Linked DNA regions of Anas platyrhynchos: region 2 is linked to region 1. A link is a contact called in public Hi-C data. All regions are on one chromosome and are shown on one strand. Each heading gives the region's core, a stretch centred on a gene start, on an enhancer-like site or on the middle of the called end of the contact. The rest is flanking DNA. Distances are from core to core; before and after follow the strand shown.

The links. Hi-C and Micro-C count contacts between places; a contact is called where the count stands out from the background.
Region 2: a contact with region 1 is called in a Hi-C map of F5 follicle, with 3 times the contacts expected there. The contact joins two enhancer-like sites. A contact is called at or near these places in 2 of 8 Hi-C or Micro-C datasets (F5 follicle and small yellow follicle).

What each region holds. Positions count from the first base shown.
Region 1 is chr24:6,158,037-6,165,778 of IASCAAS_PekinDuck_T2T, reverse strand. No RefSeq gene overlaps it. Among named protein-coding and RNA genes, the nearest start is that of EDN2, 15 kb to the left of the region's middle. Within about 2 kb of position 2,743, at least 5 of the 8 cell types and tissues checked have an H3K27ac peak or open chromatin away from gene starts, as enhancers often do. A contact at or near this core is called in F5 follicle and small yellow follicle, where this site is marked.
Region 2 is chr24:6,224,049-6,231,790 of IASCAAS_PekinDuck_T2T, reverse strand. No RefSeq gene overlaps it. Among named protein-coding and RNA genes, the nearest start is that of EDN2, 51 kb to the right of the region's middle. Within about 2 kb of position 4,145, at least 8 of the 8 cell types and tissues checked have an H3K27ac peak or open chromatin away from gene starts, as enhancers often do. A contact at or near this core is called in F5 follicle and small yellow follicle, where this site is marked.

The DNA.
Region 1 (7,742 bases), core at 1,494-3,993:
TAAGGAGAAGTCAGGCTTGTGAGGGAAGCATGAGAAACACAGAAAAGTATGTAGGAAGAAGTTGGTGTTCGTGGGAGGCCATGCATGGTTGGACAACAAACTGAAGGTGACGGGGTGTTATCACGCCTTAGAGCTGATTTCTGGAGGAGAGATGGGAACACCTTCCCCTTTATAGTCCCACCAGAGGGTGAGAGTATTGAAATTCAAAGCCAAGGACCTCCACTGGAATGGCATGTGCAGGACACCTTGTCCCTGGAGTCAGCTAGAGCTTTATGCCCTATGAAAACACGGGGAAAAGTTGAGCACAGAGAGGAGTAATGTGTGTTATTACTGTGCTTCAGAATCCAAGATGTTTCCTAAATCAAGAAGGGTGTGAGAATTTGAACAATCTGACTCTACCCAAAAGACTATCCACAGCATCAAAATGACTGAAGAGTTTGGTTAATGCTGGGTTCAGAGTCAAGAGTCAGGGAGCCAGAGTGCCTGGCCATCGGAGGGGGTCTGCCATTGCACTCCAAACCCACGTCCTTCTGAAGTACTGGCCATGCAAGAATCAAAACATTTGAAGTTGTCTATTGCCTTCAAAGATCTGTCCATTGTGCAAAGTTAAATAGTTTGAGAAAAGCTTTTCCAACTCAGCTTTGATCTGACTTGCTAAGATAAGCACAGAAGGTGAACTTTGCCTTTCACTGGTAGCAATGCAACTCTGAGCACAGCTCTGGGTGCTCTCACCACACTCTCAGCAGAACCCAATTCTGTTGCCTGTGCAAAGGAAGCAGGAAAGGAGCCCATCAAGAACAGTTTTTGGTCCTGCTGCTAATGTTTACCGTGATAAGTTATGAGCCAAAAGAGGGGCTGTTAAGTGCCTTGGAGACACAGCTCTGTCTCAATCATCCTCTGCCCTGCTTTTGCAGTTGTTCAATTCACAAAGTTTTTAGGCTCAAACCTTTGTAATTCAGTGCCAGTGAGACAGGCTGCTGTGCACAGCTAATTGCACGCAGCAGCAGATGCCTCATTGTGCTATGGTTGTCTGGACATGATATAGCAAAGCCTTGGTCTAGCTATGTCAGAGGGATGAACAGGCCCAGAAATACTAAGAGGATGATCTGCCCTAGGTTAACGACATAATGAGAGAGGTGTGAAAATTATGAGTTGTGGCAGCCCTGGGAGGCATCTTATTTATCTATGTGGTGACAGATGCCACCTAGGGAAGGGGTACATGTGCTACAGACAGCTATGATGTAACACAAATCTTAGCTAACATTAGGCACTTTTAACAATAACTATTCAGATGACATTTCATGGAGAGCACACATTCCTGCAGGCAGAGAAACTGCAACCGGGAGCGTACTCCACCCAGCTCCACAAAGCAACCCTAAGGCACAAACCTACACAGGCACAAGGGCTTGCCTGCGAAGGGCATGTTGCACCCAGCCCTTCAATGTTTCACGGTGCTTTGTGTCCTGGGCTGTTCCAAAGGCGATTGCACCCAGAAGCTGCAGGCACAATGTCACTTTTGAAGGTACTTCCTCCATGGCCATGTCATGACAAGATAAAACTAGATAGAAAAGAAGGCAAGAAGTTCTAAGGGGGCATAAAGGTGCCCCCCGTGGCCCTTCAAACCAAGGGTTATGAGTGACTGTCCCTGATGTCATGACTTCTGTGGCCATGGAGATGTTATGTTGTTAATGTCCTACATAACCATGGTTTTAGACCAACATCTTCTGGATCCAGTCATCAACAAATGTAACCAGGAGCATTTCAGATCCTCAAAAGAGCCACCCTGTGCAAGCAGAAAAGGAGCTCGGGCTGAGGTACAGTGCTGTTTTGTGGGATACTGGCTTGCTTCAGAAATGCATCAGCATGATAGCAAATCTTATGAAAGTCCTTAAACCCTGGGGTCAGGATCCTTGTGATGCTGTGAGAATCTCAGCTCACATGGTCTGAAAGGAGGTTTCTTTGTGTAGCTGTAAAGTAAAACTGGAAAACAAATCCTGACTCAAGAAAAACAAAATAAAACAAAATAAAACAAAATAAAACAAACAAACAAACAAAAAACACTAACTAAGTGTATAGTCTTCTTCCGTGATTTTGGAGAAGGGGCAGGAAACACACCCTGTATAAGCTGATGACCTGATTATTGTCCAGAGGAGCACCTGAGACTGCTGCAGTGATGCTACTTAGGAATCACCTCTGCAGAAAAACCCACTCTATTCATTATGAAACAGGAGTAAATTATGCAGACATTATGGGGACATTCATGTCCAGCCTGCAACCCCACTGCTGGGCTGCTGTCATGATTGCTGCCTGTCTTCACCTGCACTGGAATCAGGCAGTCATGCGATAGATCTGGAGGAGCTCCCTGCACAGTAGCACCATTCCAACATGATGCTTTGCAGCACGTAGGGTGAAAAGGGACGTGGGATGCTTTCACGGCACCACATTCCTCAACTGCCAAGGAGCAAATACCTCCATGTGGTCAGCCTAAAAAATAATTGATTTTAATCCACTGAGATGCCAGCTTAGTTTGGCCTTGACATAAGTGCTGAGAGAGGATAAAAGCTCCTGGGAGGACAGGCCAGATGGGAGGATTATCTCCATTGTTTTGGGAAAGGCTCTGACTTTACAAACATTCACTCACAGAAATGAACAAAAACATCTTTTGCGGTGAGTGCTGCCTGCACTGAGCCTTCTCCCCAGCTCGCTGATATGCAAATCTCACCACACGCAGCTGGGCTGGAGCTTTGCGGTTGGCAACCTTTCTGTACCAATTTTGGTAATAGCTTTCTACGTGACTGGGGTATGACTAAGCAGAAAGGAATTAGTGTGGACTCTTTGTTCTTGAAGCTCAGTCGAAATATGAACGTGCTGGCCTGACAAAAGCCGGCTCTTTGCATAAAGAAAATAAAGAGGTCTGGAAGGTTAATGAGTGACATAATCAGCTCTCTGGGAAATGCACATAGGCAAGGAATGAAAACAATGTGCAGTGGAGATAATTGATTACCCACAGTGTTGCACTCACCTATGGCAGCATGGATTTCCCTGCATGCTGACTAAAGACAGTGCACAGGGGCCGGTGATGAGGCAAGGATTGCAAAGGGCATCTGGGATCCTCAGAACCTCTGTCATGTTTGGAGGAGGAGGAAGGCTGGCTCTGAAGGTGGGCTTCTGCAAAAGGGCTGCTGAGGTGCGAAGTCTGACAGAAGGGAAGTGTGCAGGAGGAGTGGGGAACGTTGTATCCTTCTTCCACCCTAGGTTATTCTCTGCTGTTAAGGTTGAAATAGATGTAAATTCCCCTTCTGCTTACCAAGTGTTTAACTGAGTCTTCAAAGCTCTTGGTTACTTCCTAAAGCTGGAAAATAGCTCTTCACAAAGGCCTGTCCAAAACAAGTCCTTGCTGTATATTTGAAATAAATGGTGCATGTACTTACTTTCAAGGCTGAGCTGTGCCTCTGGGAGGGGGACTTTCCTTACAGCATCCCTGTGCATCCCTTCCTGCATCCTGTGGTCATGAGCAGGAGGACTTGAGGCACACTTTCCTCTTTCCTAGTTGGCTGTGTCTGAGCAGTTCTCAGCCCCTCAGCTCCATGGCAGGAGCCAACCACCTAAATGTGTGCCGTTACAATGCCCAGAGGTCACAAAGACTAAGTCACACCATTTACCTGCCTTAGGCAGGATCCCAAAATACCCCTGTGTGGTGACGAGGAAGTAGAAGGAATATGACCTGGCAACAATATGGGAAGCCAGGTTAAACCACTGAGCTGTCAAACAAGCGATAGAAAAGACCTTATGACTCACTTTGGTTTAACTAATTATAGACAAGTGTTTCCATGTCATCTGCCTGACATAATGCTGATAGTAATGACCAGATGAATGACTGCTATGTGAGCATATCTTCTACCAAGATGCTGAGCAAGGATATGAAATCCTGCGCATCACTCCCTAGATGCCTGCTGAGTGTAGGAAAAATGTCTGGTCTGGGCATGACCTTCCAGGGCAGTTTTCTATAACAACAAACCAAATCCTCTGTGGGCTTCAGCCAGGCAACCCCATTGCACATGGAACCTCCCATCCTGGGCTGTGGAGACTGTCAAAGATCAAGAAGCCCATGGAAGCTATTTTAACCTAAACACTTCAAAGAGAAAGTGAATACACTGTCAGGAACAATACCTGTGCAAGGGCCAGGGCATTCTCAGTGAATCACGGAAGACACAGGCCTGTGACTGTGGGAAGGATTTTCCTCCATTGCTGTGCAATGGGCAACACACATGGACATGAAGAGTCATGTCCCTGCAGCACTGAGTGCCAAGGCGGCTGGAAGGAAGGACACCATTGTTATCAGCCTGACTTAAAAATTTTGTTTGCTGTTCTCACAAAGAATGAGTAACAGATCATTTTGTTTCCTAAAAGGGTATTAATCACTTATGCCTGTTGCCCCACAGTCTGTTTTCTGCAATCCCTGTAAAACAAGCTTCTAGGTCTGGGAACGTACCTATCTGGGATTTATGTATAGTTATCTCTACCAACATCAGCAAAGATTGCCCAGGAAGTGTCAGCACTGAATTTCACCTCTCTGGCCTGCCACGGTGCTGCTGGAGGAGTGGAACCTCCCCAGCTTCAAGAAGGAGATCATAGTGCTGTCCTTTCCCACAGGGCAAAGGGAGAGTGGTGAGGATGTGAAAATGGAATATAACCAACACAGGGATGGTCATGAGGCTACATGGGGCTTGTATCTGTTGTTTACACTGAGCTTTGATAATATTTGTAACCAGCCTCAAAGTCAACAGGGACATTATGATGCTCACCTCTCAGCTCATGCCCCAGCTATCCATGAAACCTCTCCCATTCATACAGCCTGGAATTGCCAAAACCACCCTCCTGTCAGTGCATGCTCCTGTGCATAGTGGCAAGGAACAATTTCTGAAGGTTTCACCTCCTCGGCAGATGGCTCATTTTTGTGCAAATGAGTACAAGAGTCTTACTCTGGGTCCTTGGTGATGAGGACCTTGAGCACAAAAGTAAAGCAACCAGCAATATACTTTTCATGTTGATGCACAGCAAAAGCCTAGTGGAGGGAGGAAGGGAAAGGTGATCATCATTCCTAGTTATTAATGTTGGAAGGGACCTTTTTAATCATCGTTGTCCAGCTTTAGCCTAGCATGGAGCAGCAAATCTCAACTTGATTCTTACTCTCAGTGGCTTTCCCTTATCTTTATTGTTGAAGATGCCATGTGCAGGGAACATCTTTGCTGTTTGCCTTGCCATGCCTGTTCTTCCTGAGAGAGCAGCTTTCCAGGTACTCAGTCCAACAGCAGTCACCATCAGTAATGCACCAAAGAGAGATCAGTGATTGGGCCTCATCCCCACCAGATAGCTACATTTGGTCAATCCCTGTAGAGGACTTTAAGGGCCTCTGAAGGGCTTTCCTCAGATCTGCCTTCACCCTTTGAAGATGTCTCCTGCATGCCACTCAAGCAAAGGATGATTTGCTTGCACATAGACACCTGAGCTTTCAAAAATAGGTGAGCAGGCAGATAAACTCCATACCTAATAACTATCCAGGATGGGGAGGAGAGCATTTCTGGGTTTGTGCTCCTGCCGTGACGCTGTCAAACTTTATTGGCATGGCAGATCTCCTCTTCCCAGCAGTCACCCCAAGATGAAAGCAGTTCTCCTGCAGGTAGTCATGTCTCCTGTGGGCACTGCAGGAGGCTTCTCTGGCCCCTGGAATGCAAACCAAGGGGTATGAACCAGCCATGCTGTCTTGTTACACCACTTTTCTTCAGCTCATTGAATTATAGTAGGGGGGAATTCTTTGGAGGCTGATAAATGGGAGCTGCTTAAGTCCAAGCCTCATTAATGCCTGAGGTCACAAGATGCTAAGAACAGCAGCTATAGATGAAGGAATCTCAGCAAGATAAATATCAGTCCCCAGGGGATGCCTAAGGAGACAGAAGCATACTGGGATCCTCATAAATGCATATCCGAAGTTTTTTTTTGCTCCTGTTTGCAGTCTGCTGTTGGGACAGTCACCGTGCCCTGGAATGTGGTCACACTTTGTTCTTAAAGCAAGCCGCCTTGCCAAGATACCGATCGGCACACTGCACTCCTTGGTCAGTCAGGTGTGGAAGTGTGAGGGACCAGGCAGGAGGGAAAAAACTGCATGTTGCGACTAAAAACCCAAATATCTGCCACGATCTGGGAAATGTATTGGCAAAGGGTCAGAGAAAACAACATTCAACTCAGTCGCCTCTCCCATCGCTCCTTGGAGTGGCTCCCGCCTCACACCTTTGTTAGGCTCTGGATGGATTTCAGCTTCATCTCTGTCAACACTTACTTCTCTCCAGCATGTCCTCATCACCTCAATCAATTACTGTCAGCTTCTCCTCTCACCTGTGCATGGGCTGGCACTGTGGCCATCCCCTAAATTAGCACCTCAGAGAAGTTAGGACCGTGTCTGTGAACCAGGTACAAGCTTTTAGAGGGAGTTCAATTCATCCCTGGAACCGTTTTGCAGGGAAGGGTTAACTTTCCATCATCTGACATCTTCAAATAAAGCCAGAGTGGCTTCTTGGGGATGAAATGTTGTACTCCAGCCATGGACTACCAGGGAAAAAAAATAGGGTGGAATAGTCTTCTACCTCCTACACACATAGCACACTGCACCCATCTAATTCAGCTTCAGCTAGCATGGGCAACTGCCTTTCAGGAGGCTAAACCATGACTTGTCTTGCCATTGGACTGCATCATCTTGTCTTGTCTTTCCATGTAGGAGTTGGAAAACAAGCTCTACTTGGAGCAGATTAACCACTACAGATTCAAGGAGATCTTAATGACATCTGCCATATGCCCAGCCTGCCAAGCACAGCTCTCCCTCACATGTGGTGTTTATGCACAAAATGAAAGCCACACCACAGATACTAGTGAGATTTAACATAGTGGTCATAGCCAACCTGTCTAGATTACTCCTGTAACCCTCCTGAAGCATCTGTGTATCTGAGAAGCAATGCTGGATTTATCTTCATATACCCATGACAAAGGTCAGGCCCAATAACCTCATTTCATAGAACAGGAGCAAAGGTATGATGAACGGTCCAGACCAACTCAATTAGGTTTCAAACTCCTGCCAAAGGACCTACTTCCCCACTGAAAACAACAGGCAGGTTGGGACAGGAACCATGACACCCTGTGTCCTGCGTTTGTGTTCCCCACATCCAAGTCGTAATTAGTTCATAGCATCATAGAATCACAGTCATTAAGGTTGGAAAACACCTCCAAGATCACCCGGTCCAACCACCCCCGTACCACCAATGTCACCCACTAAACCATGTCCCTAAGCACTATGTCCAACCTTTCCTTGAACACCCCCAGGGATGGTAACTCCACTACTTCCCTGGTCAACCCCTCCCAATGCCTGACTGCTGTTTCTGAGGATAAATTTCTCCTAATTTCCATTCTGAACCTCCCCTGGCGCCGTTTGAGGCCATTCCCTCTAGTCCTATCACTGGTTACCTGCAAGAAGAGGCCAACCCCCAGCTCCCCACACCTTCCTTTCAAGTAATTGTAGAGAGCAATAAGGTCTTTCCTGAGCCTCTACCAGACTAAACAACGACAGTTTTCTCAGCTGCTCCTCACAGGACTTGTGTTCCAGGCCCTTCACCAGCTTTGCAGCCCTTCTCTGGACATGCTCCAGGGCCTCGATGTCCTTCTTGTAGTGAGGGGCCCAAAACTGAACACAGCAC
Region 2 (7,742 bases), core at 2,896-5,395, 65 kb before region 1:
GGAACTGCATTTTTCCCCAGTGGTGAGATGGAAACCCTACACCCTCACCATACATCTCGGAGGTTTCCTGCTCAGACCATGGCCACCCCCTCCTGCTGCAGCCAGCCTGAGGGGCAGATCCTTGAACAAGCCTCCCCTTGAGCACCGCTCTCCCCAAGCAATTCCTGAAAGCCCTGCAGTTATCAGAGAGCCGGGGAGGGGGGGGGGGGCTGGAAATACGACCTCCTTTGTTTAGTCTCAGTGAATGCGCGGCAGGAAAACACCGCCATCCTGTTTTCGAGGTGCTAGCACGCAAATAAGAATGGAGGAAAAATACAGTGGCCTCTCTGACGGACTGTGATTAATCCTCATTGTGTCCTGCACTGAAGAGGTGCCAGAGCTCCTGCCTGCCAGCCTGTGTGCCCCCAGCGTGGGGAGGAACCATGGGCTGAACCTATGGGGCAGCGGTGTCGGGGACTGGAGGATGCATGCAAAAGTAATGGCATGTCCTGGGGTGGATGCACCCGTGGAGCCTGGTGCTGCCTACAGCTATTGGGCTGTAGGCAGCACCAGGGGACACATGGCAGGGATGGAGCAGATCCTCCTGTGTGCTTGTCCCTGCCCTTGTCCCTTCTCTACCTCCTCACTACTGCTCACTAGCTCAACCCCAGGGTTTGCTCAGTTTTGTCTCTTCAAGCAGGACTGCTCTCATGGTGAAATATTGCTTAAGTCAGCAGGGCTAATTCTGCTGGTTTCTGCAGAGTGAGACATCACATAAGCTTGGCCATACAAATCACATCCAGCGTGCCCAGCCTGTACTCAAGCCTGCAAAAGCACCCTGAGCTGCAATGCACTCAGCCTGCCCTTATGCAGGAACCATGGTGGGGAAGGGTTTGACACTCTGCTCCTTCCTCCCTGGCCAAAACAGGACTACATGCATTCTCCCAAGACAAGCCAAAGCATAAGCCATGCCTCAAAATCCCCGGATGTGCTATATAAATCCAGAGTAGACTCCTCTCTGCCTTGCATGTGTCTGCCCTCCTACAGCAAAGCCCCCTGCTTCTGTTGCAGGCTCAGCTGGTGTACATGTGAGCCACCCTTGTGGGCTGCCTTCGTGGTGTCCCTGGCTCTGCCAACCATCTGCTGTCTGACTTCGGAAGAGCCCATTAGCCCCGCTCTCAGCCAGGTATGCCAAACACCTCGGGGGGTGGCAGATAGGCTGTCTTATGACTATGGCACGTTAATGTAATAACGGCACTTGGAAGGTCTCCAGCTCCTTCCAGTCGAGTTCCTAACTTGCAAGTCCCACTGTGTGGGGTAAAACACACTGCACACCTGTGAGACAGGAAGCTAGCTTCCTGCTTTACAGGCACAGAGAATGGCCTCAAAAGTATTAATTGTGAATGGAGAACGTGCCTCCTTTCCTGCAGTCCAAAGCAGCCGAGACACAGAGGCAAGGACGAGGTGCCACCACAGCTGGGACACACAGGGCCAGGGTCCTGAGGCTGTATTCTGCACAAAAGTTTGACCACGAACTTGCTTCCTATGTGCACCTGTTTCCAGAACTGTAAATGGGTGAGAAACTGGTCATCTCCTCAGACCGAGGCCCTTCAGGGAGCGATTGTCTCCGGGTTATGAGTGACTGTCCAGTGAGGCCTGCATGCCTGACTAGGGGCCTTTGGCTCCTTCCATGGTATAAATGACAGGCAGGATAATTACCAGTGACACGTATCTGTCTCCTGGGGTGGTGAGTGGCTTTATTAGTGTTTGCAAAAACTGTTCTGAGTTATTTGTATCAGCCAGGAAGTGTGGCTGCCAAAGCCCAGCCATCGCAATCACAGAGCAGGATGCGTCGCAGTTATACTGGGGGTCGGCATACTTTGTACTGATACAGATCTCTGTGGTCTGCAGCCTCCAGAGAGATTTTGTATTTAAACAGTGGGGAGAATGGGATACGAGTTTCAGATGTGTTTACATCCCACAGAGGTCAAAGTCTCAGGTTTTGGCTCACAAGTGGCCTTCCTGTATGACACCTGTGCAGTCCTGGTGGCAGCGTGATATCCTGTGTCCTCGAGCTTCCCTGGCTTTTCTCTACAGCCTCTCCTCTTCTCTTCATGCCAGGCTACTGGTAGTGAGATTGAGAGAGGTGTCATGGAAATGGGGACATGGCACACTCCTCCTCCTGCTTACTTGATAGATAGAGCGAGTGATTATAAATCTGAGATGACTTCTGTAGAAAAAAAAAAAAAAAATGACATCTAGGTGAAAAACAGACTGGAAATGAACTGAGTCAGTGGCACAGTCAGTAGCAGATAACTGTGTCTGAGAGTCTTTAAGCAAGACCCACAGCAGGTCAGCCACAAAGTGTTTTTCTCGGCGTGGGGATCACCAAGTGACATTCCAAGACTGCACTATTTGGGAAGGTCAGATGACATAATTACAGTGGTCCCTTCTGACCTTACAATCTACAAACCCTCATAATTTGTAATCAGGATACAAATTATTTGCCTTCTGAGTTGAGGAAGGAAGTCTTCTGCATCACCTATCTGCTCCAAAACATCCGCTATTTCACAACTGGCTAAGGGAACGTGCAGGATTTTTACCATCCACTGAAGGCTGCAGTTCAGCACCCTTCACCAGTTGCTTGTACCAGGATGGCTTGTCAGATCCGGCCTGCAATATCCTACAGCACTGTTTGTGATGCATGCAAATGTTCTGTTTGGGGAGGAAATACACTTCTACAAATTATTATGAGCTGAATAATTTTGGATCTCCTTTTTTAACCTGTTTTAAGCATGGTTGAGGAAACCATAAATCCAGCCAGCACATTTCTGCAAAATGAACCACGCCATTTTTCAACGTTTTGTCACACAAATACACCTCCCACAAAGACAAATAGCAAGTTTATTATTACTTAATAGGGAGAAACCACCGCAACCACTATGTCATAGCCACAGCCTTCTGTCCTACATGGAGAGAGACATTGGGGAAATGACCATGCTTCATAGCTTATCAGATACTCCACACATTGATCCTTCCAAAACTGCTCTGCATCCCAAAATGTGCAGAAAAACCATGGCTAAGCATCACACAGCCCTACGCCAGCAATGCTCTGTGTGCTGTCACATTACAGACATGCTTTTCCCTTTGGAGTGTGAAGTAACACACTCACCAGCAGTACACCAGCCCTCAGTGCTAATCAATAAGTGGCAGAACTCACCAAGGTGATCAGCCTTTTTGGAGCCTTATCACCTGTCCTTTAGTAAAATAAAGCAAACACGCATGGAAGAACTAGGCCTTGTCCAGCTCCTGAGATTTACATTTGGATTTATTTGCCCTACACATTCCTAAGCGATTTAATTTTAATTTTCCCTGTAAATGCCTGTCAAAGAACAAGTAATCATGTTAACCCTGTGTTCCTTCTCTGCCTGCTGTGCAACACAAGTAAGGCAAGAGGACTGAAGTGTAAGTAAGTAATTGCAATTTAATTTTCAAGCTATGTAGAGCAGACAGGACTGTGGAGGTTACAGGGCTGCAGTCCCACAAGTGAGCACAGAGGGCAGGAACATGGCTGGTGATTAAAGGAGGCTCTTGCAAGGGTCAGTGTGCCTGCAGCATGGCTCTCATCTGAGCTAGGTCTCATTACTTCAGGGAGCAATAGTGAGAGAGCTACCTCCAGATGCCACCCCAAGGCCATATCTGAAGTGGGGGTGGGGGGGTGGGGGGGTGCAAATTGTCTGGAAATGGATGTTGTGCTATTGCCTATATATGTCCAAGATGAGCGCTCTGTGCCAGACTCTTAACCATGAGCTGGCTCCAGTGACGCGACTTCTATGAATTGTACCTCCAGAGATTAAATTCAGTTTCCTCACTCTTCAGTGCATGTGCTGTTCTGAGGAAATCCATTTCACCAACCTTGACTCCAAGCTCTTTGTGCAGAGTATAAATAAGTCTGGGACCTTGAGGGAACATGAAGAGAGAAATGGGAGTATTAGTCAGCAGCGCTCCTGGGGGCACTTACAGCAAGAATCCGGACAGTGTCTCCTCTGGAGAGCATAGAAAATGCACTGTACAAAATATTTGTGCAGAGCAGGAAAACACTACATTCTTTGGATGACAATGGCATTGTGTCACTGTCTGTGACCACAGCCATGACTCAGGCTGTTGCTGGGGAGCGAGAGGAGGGTGAGCGGGCAGCATTCGCTGCCAGCCATGGCTTGTGCTGCTAACTGTACTGCATGGTTAGAAATTCCAAAGAAAACATAAGGCTATTGTGTTGTGTTTTTTTTTTTTTTTTAAAAAAAAAAAAAAAAGGCTCCTGACTCTGGTAGTCTGGCAGTGTGAATGTTGCTCCTGGGTCATGTGTACAAAGCACGAGCACACAAAGCTTACGTTCTCTGGCAGGGATGGACATGTTGCTTGCCGCAGTGTCCGAGGCAGCTGGCCAAGAGGCTTGTGGCAAGCAGCATCTGGCTGCATTACACCACAGCTTCCCAAGGCCCTGCTCCTAGGAATTTGAAGCGTCTGCCCCCAGGCATTATCACACATTTGAATTCATGAACTTTAAGAAGCAGATTCCAGTCAAGCTTGCAAAATGTGGAGGAAAGTCCCAGGACTCTTCTTTTCTTGCTTGCCTATGGGAAGTGCTAATACAGATGTTGCCTGCACATCCTTCTAGTCACTTCCAATCAGCACAGTGACTGACCACTGCAAGGCCTTGAGCAAGGCAGGCTGTATCTGGGATCTGATCAGTGCTAGTGAGGCTTGGAGTTAGCTAAGCTGTGCGTAGGTTCTCTGTATTTCAGCAAACCCCTGCACATGTGCTTTCATGGTGCCAAAGCTCTTGGTGGGAGCTCCGCACCCTCCCAGTGGCTCTCAGCCCATATCAGGTGATGGCAGACAAGCTGGCCTCGACTCTGACAGCAGTCTGATATTCACTCTGGGGACGAAGCAGGATGTGTTCCTAGGTGATGAGCAACAATAAATCTTTGTGGGCTCTTAAAGATAACAGGTCTTTGTTAATAGAGAGGGCAAAGCAGCTAACTAGGGCAAAGAAGTCAGCATCTGAATCTCTTACAACTCACTGATCTCTGCTGCTACCCAGGACTCCTAAGGACCAGCAGCATTTAGAGCTGTGTCTCCTCCTAGTATTCTGTTCCCAAGTTAATTTTAGCTATTATCCATTTCCAGCAATTGCAGATTAAAAGAGATGTGAGTGAAACCCTCTGGAAGCCTCAGTGGGCAGCCGGTAGCCCTTTGTAATGGAAAGCAAATGCTACAGACAGCTGCTATGGCACCTGCTTTGGAGGCTGTGGTGCAAAGGTGGGCTGCATGCTAGTTTTGGCTGAGCACTGCCTGACTGCTGGTTTGTGACCTACTGTGGTTCTGGCTCTGGGGAAGCTGAAGGAGACCCATCTACTCCAACCTTCTTCCTGAACAGAGCCAGATGGCTTGCTGGAGGGCAGCTAAGGAGGATTAACTCCTCCTTTCACCTCTCTCTGGGGAAAGTAATCTTGAGCTCAGCACTGTGGCAATAGAAATGTTTTGCTGACCAATAGACTCTGCAGTAATGCTAAAAATGACCCCTAAGATGACCCCTTCAGTGGAAATCTCTGCCTGTGCCAAGCCTTGCCTCAGGTTTGTCTTCTGGAGTGCAACACAGTAGTTTCTTCACTGAGTTGCTGGTGGAAAGAAATGGGGAAATAAGTCTGTTTTCTTTCCTTATTTTCATGTGAATGCTGTGTTTTCATATTGCTCTTGGAAACAATTGTCCTTCTGAGCAAAGGGTGTGGATGGAGCTGGATCGAAGCACTGTAGGAAAACATCTTTCTCCTTCACTCACAGACCAAGTTCCTCCCCCGTGTCTGACAGGCAGGAAATGAAGGAAGCCTTTGAAAGCACCGGCAGACTGTTAACTGTTGTAGTCCAGGGCACCATGTCTGGGGAAGAAAGGAAGGTCCTCAGCTCTGCTTTGCTTCTGCAGAGCGCTGGCACTGGGCAAAGCTGCTCAGCCTTCAGCTTACTCTTGTGTAAGATGGAGAAGGAGGAACAAGATGTTCTGTCAGAATGGGCCAGAACAGGCTCCCTCTTTCCCCCCAGTACCTAAATTCTGTGTCCAGGAAAATACGTGTGTTCCTTAAAGTTCCTGGCACTGACAGTGTTGTTGGCCTTCGAGCTCTGCCAAGGAGCGTGCAGTGTCTTTTGGTGACAGCTGTCATTTCCCTTTTGCCCTAAGGCATGAGGCTAATGGTACTCAAAGATGAAGCTTGCGAGAAAAACAAGATGGAAAAAACAAACAAACAAAAAACCTACCACCGTGAAATGCCCTCAGTAACCCACAGCACGTACTGGTAGGTGAGCACGAGGCAGTCCTTCTCCCACACCCCAGCCCAGACCCTGGGAAGCGGCTATCAGGGCAGCAAGCAAACAGTCCTACAATGCCTGCAGCGAAGCGTGGACTGCGAAGCACTGATCTAGAAAGCTCACCTGCACACATCTAACGTACCTGGCTGCTGTGAGGCAGGAGGGAAACGTGGAGGGTCATGGAGTGCAGGGCAGTGCGGCCATCAAACCCCACCTCCGTAAGAGCTGGCGTGATCTGGAAGTGTGCTGCCTGCCGGTGCTTACGTGCCCATCCCAGCTTGCACCCTCGTCACATGCACTCTGCCATGCTTGGAGCGGATCCTGGCTTTCTACCCATACACACAGACCTGCACCTTTACATGGGAGACAGAGATTTGGCAGCATAATGCACAAGGTTGAGGGCAACTGTTTTGTGCTCTGCTTTTAAGACCTTCTAGTTCCTGATCTGCTGTCAGGGAACACGTGGTTGGGGTGTACTGGACAGCACCTTTCTCTCCTACTCTCAAGAGTGCCTGCAAGACCAAGGGCTCTGTGCTGATTTTACTTAATTAGGAGAAAATTCGTTGGAAAGATTTCTAGGAGGTGACAGTGAAATGTATAACGGAAAGAAAATGACTGAGATTGGACCATCAATGCTAAAATCAATTAGTAAATAATGATACAAACACGCAGAGCTTCAGATAAGCTTGCAATGAGCCATGAAACAGCTTTGGAAAGAAGGTGGGAAATCACCAGTCCTCCACATAACATAGAAGTGACACACACAGGATTGTGCCCACAGTTTCTGTTGATATAAAGTCTCCTCCTCATCAAAACCCTCTTCCTCATTTTGCTGTAGATTTCAATTCAAAACTCACCTCAGATTTCAGGCAGAACTCTTCATAAAACACAAGTGATTTTTTCTTGGTTTTCTAACACAGGAAAAGAATCACAGAATCACACGGAATCATAGAACTGTAGGGGTTGGAAGGGACCTCAAAAGACCATCAGGTCCAACCCCCCTGCCAAAGGTTCCTCAGAGCAGGCTGCCCAGGTAGGCATCAGAAAAGAATGTCAGGTGTACCCTGAGAAAAGCAGTCAGAAGGATTCCAGAGCTTAAGAAGTCTTCAGTCTGAAAAGGAAGTGCCCATATTTATCACATTCATACATATGAATGATTGTCTCTGCAAGGTCTGGATTCTCCCCTAGTTCATCTAACACCCTGGCATGGAGCAGAGGTAAGATCATAGGCTGGAGCTGCTACACTTGCAAGCTGAGAAAAACATCAGGGGCAATCTGTGGAGTGAAAAACATGATGCAGCTACAAGCCACCTTTTTTTTTTTTTTTTTTTTTTTTTCTTAGTGGGGTGTTCAGGGTATTCATCTTAGCTATTTGCTGTTTTTGCAGAAATTTGACTTTC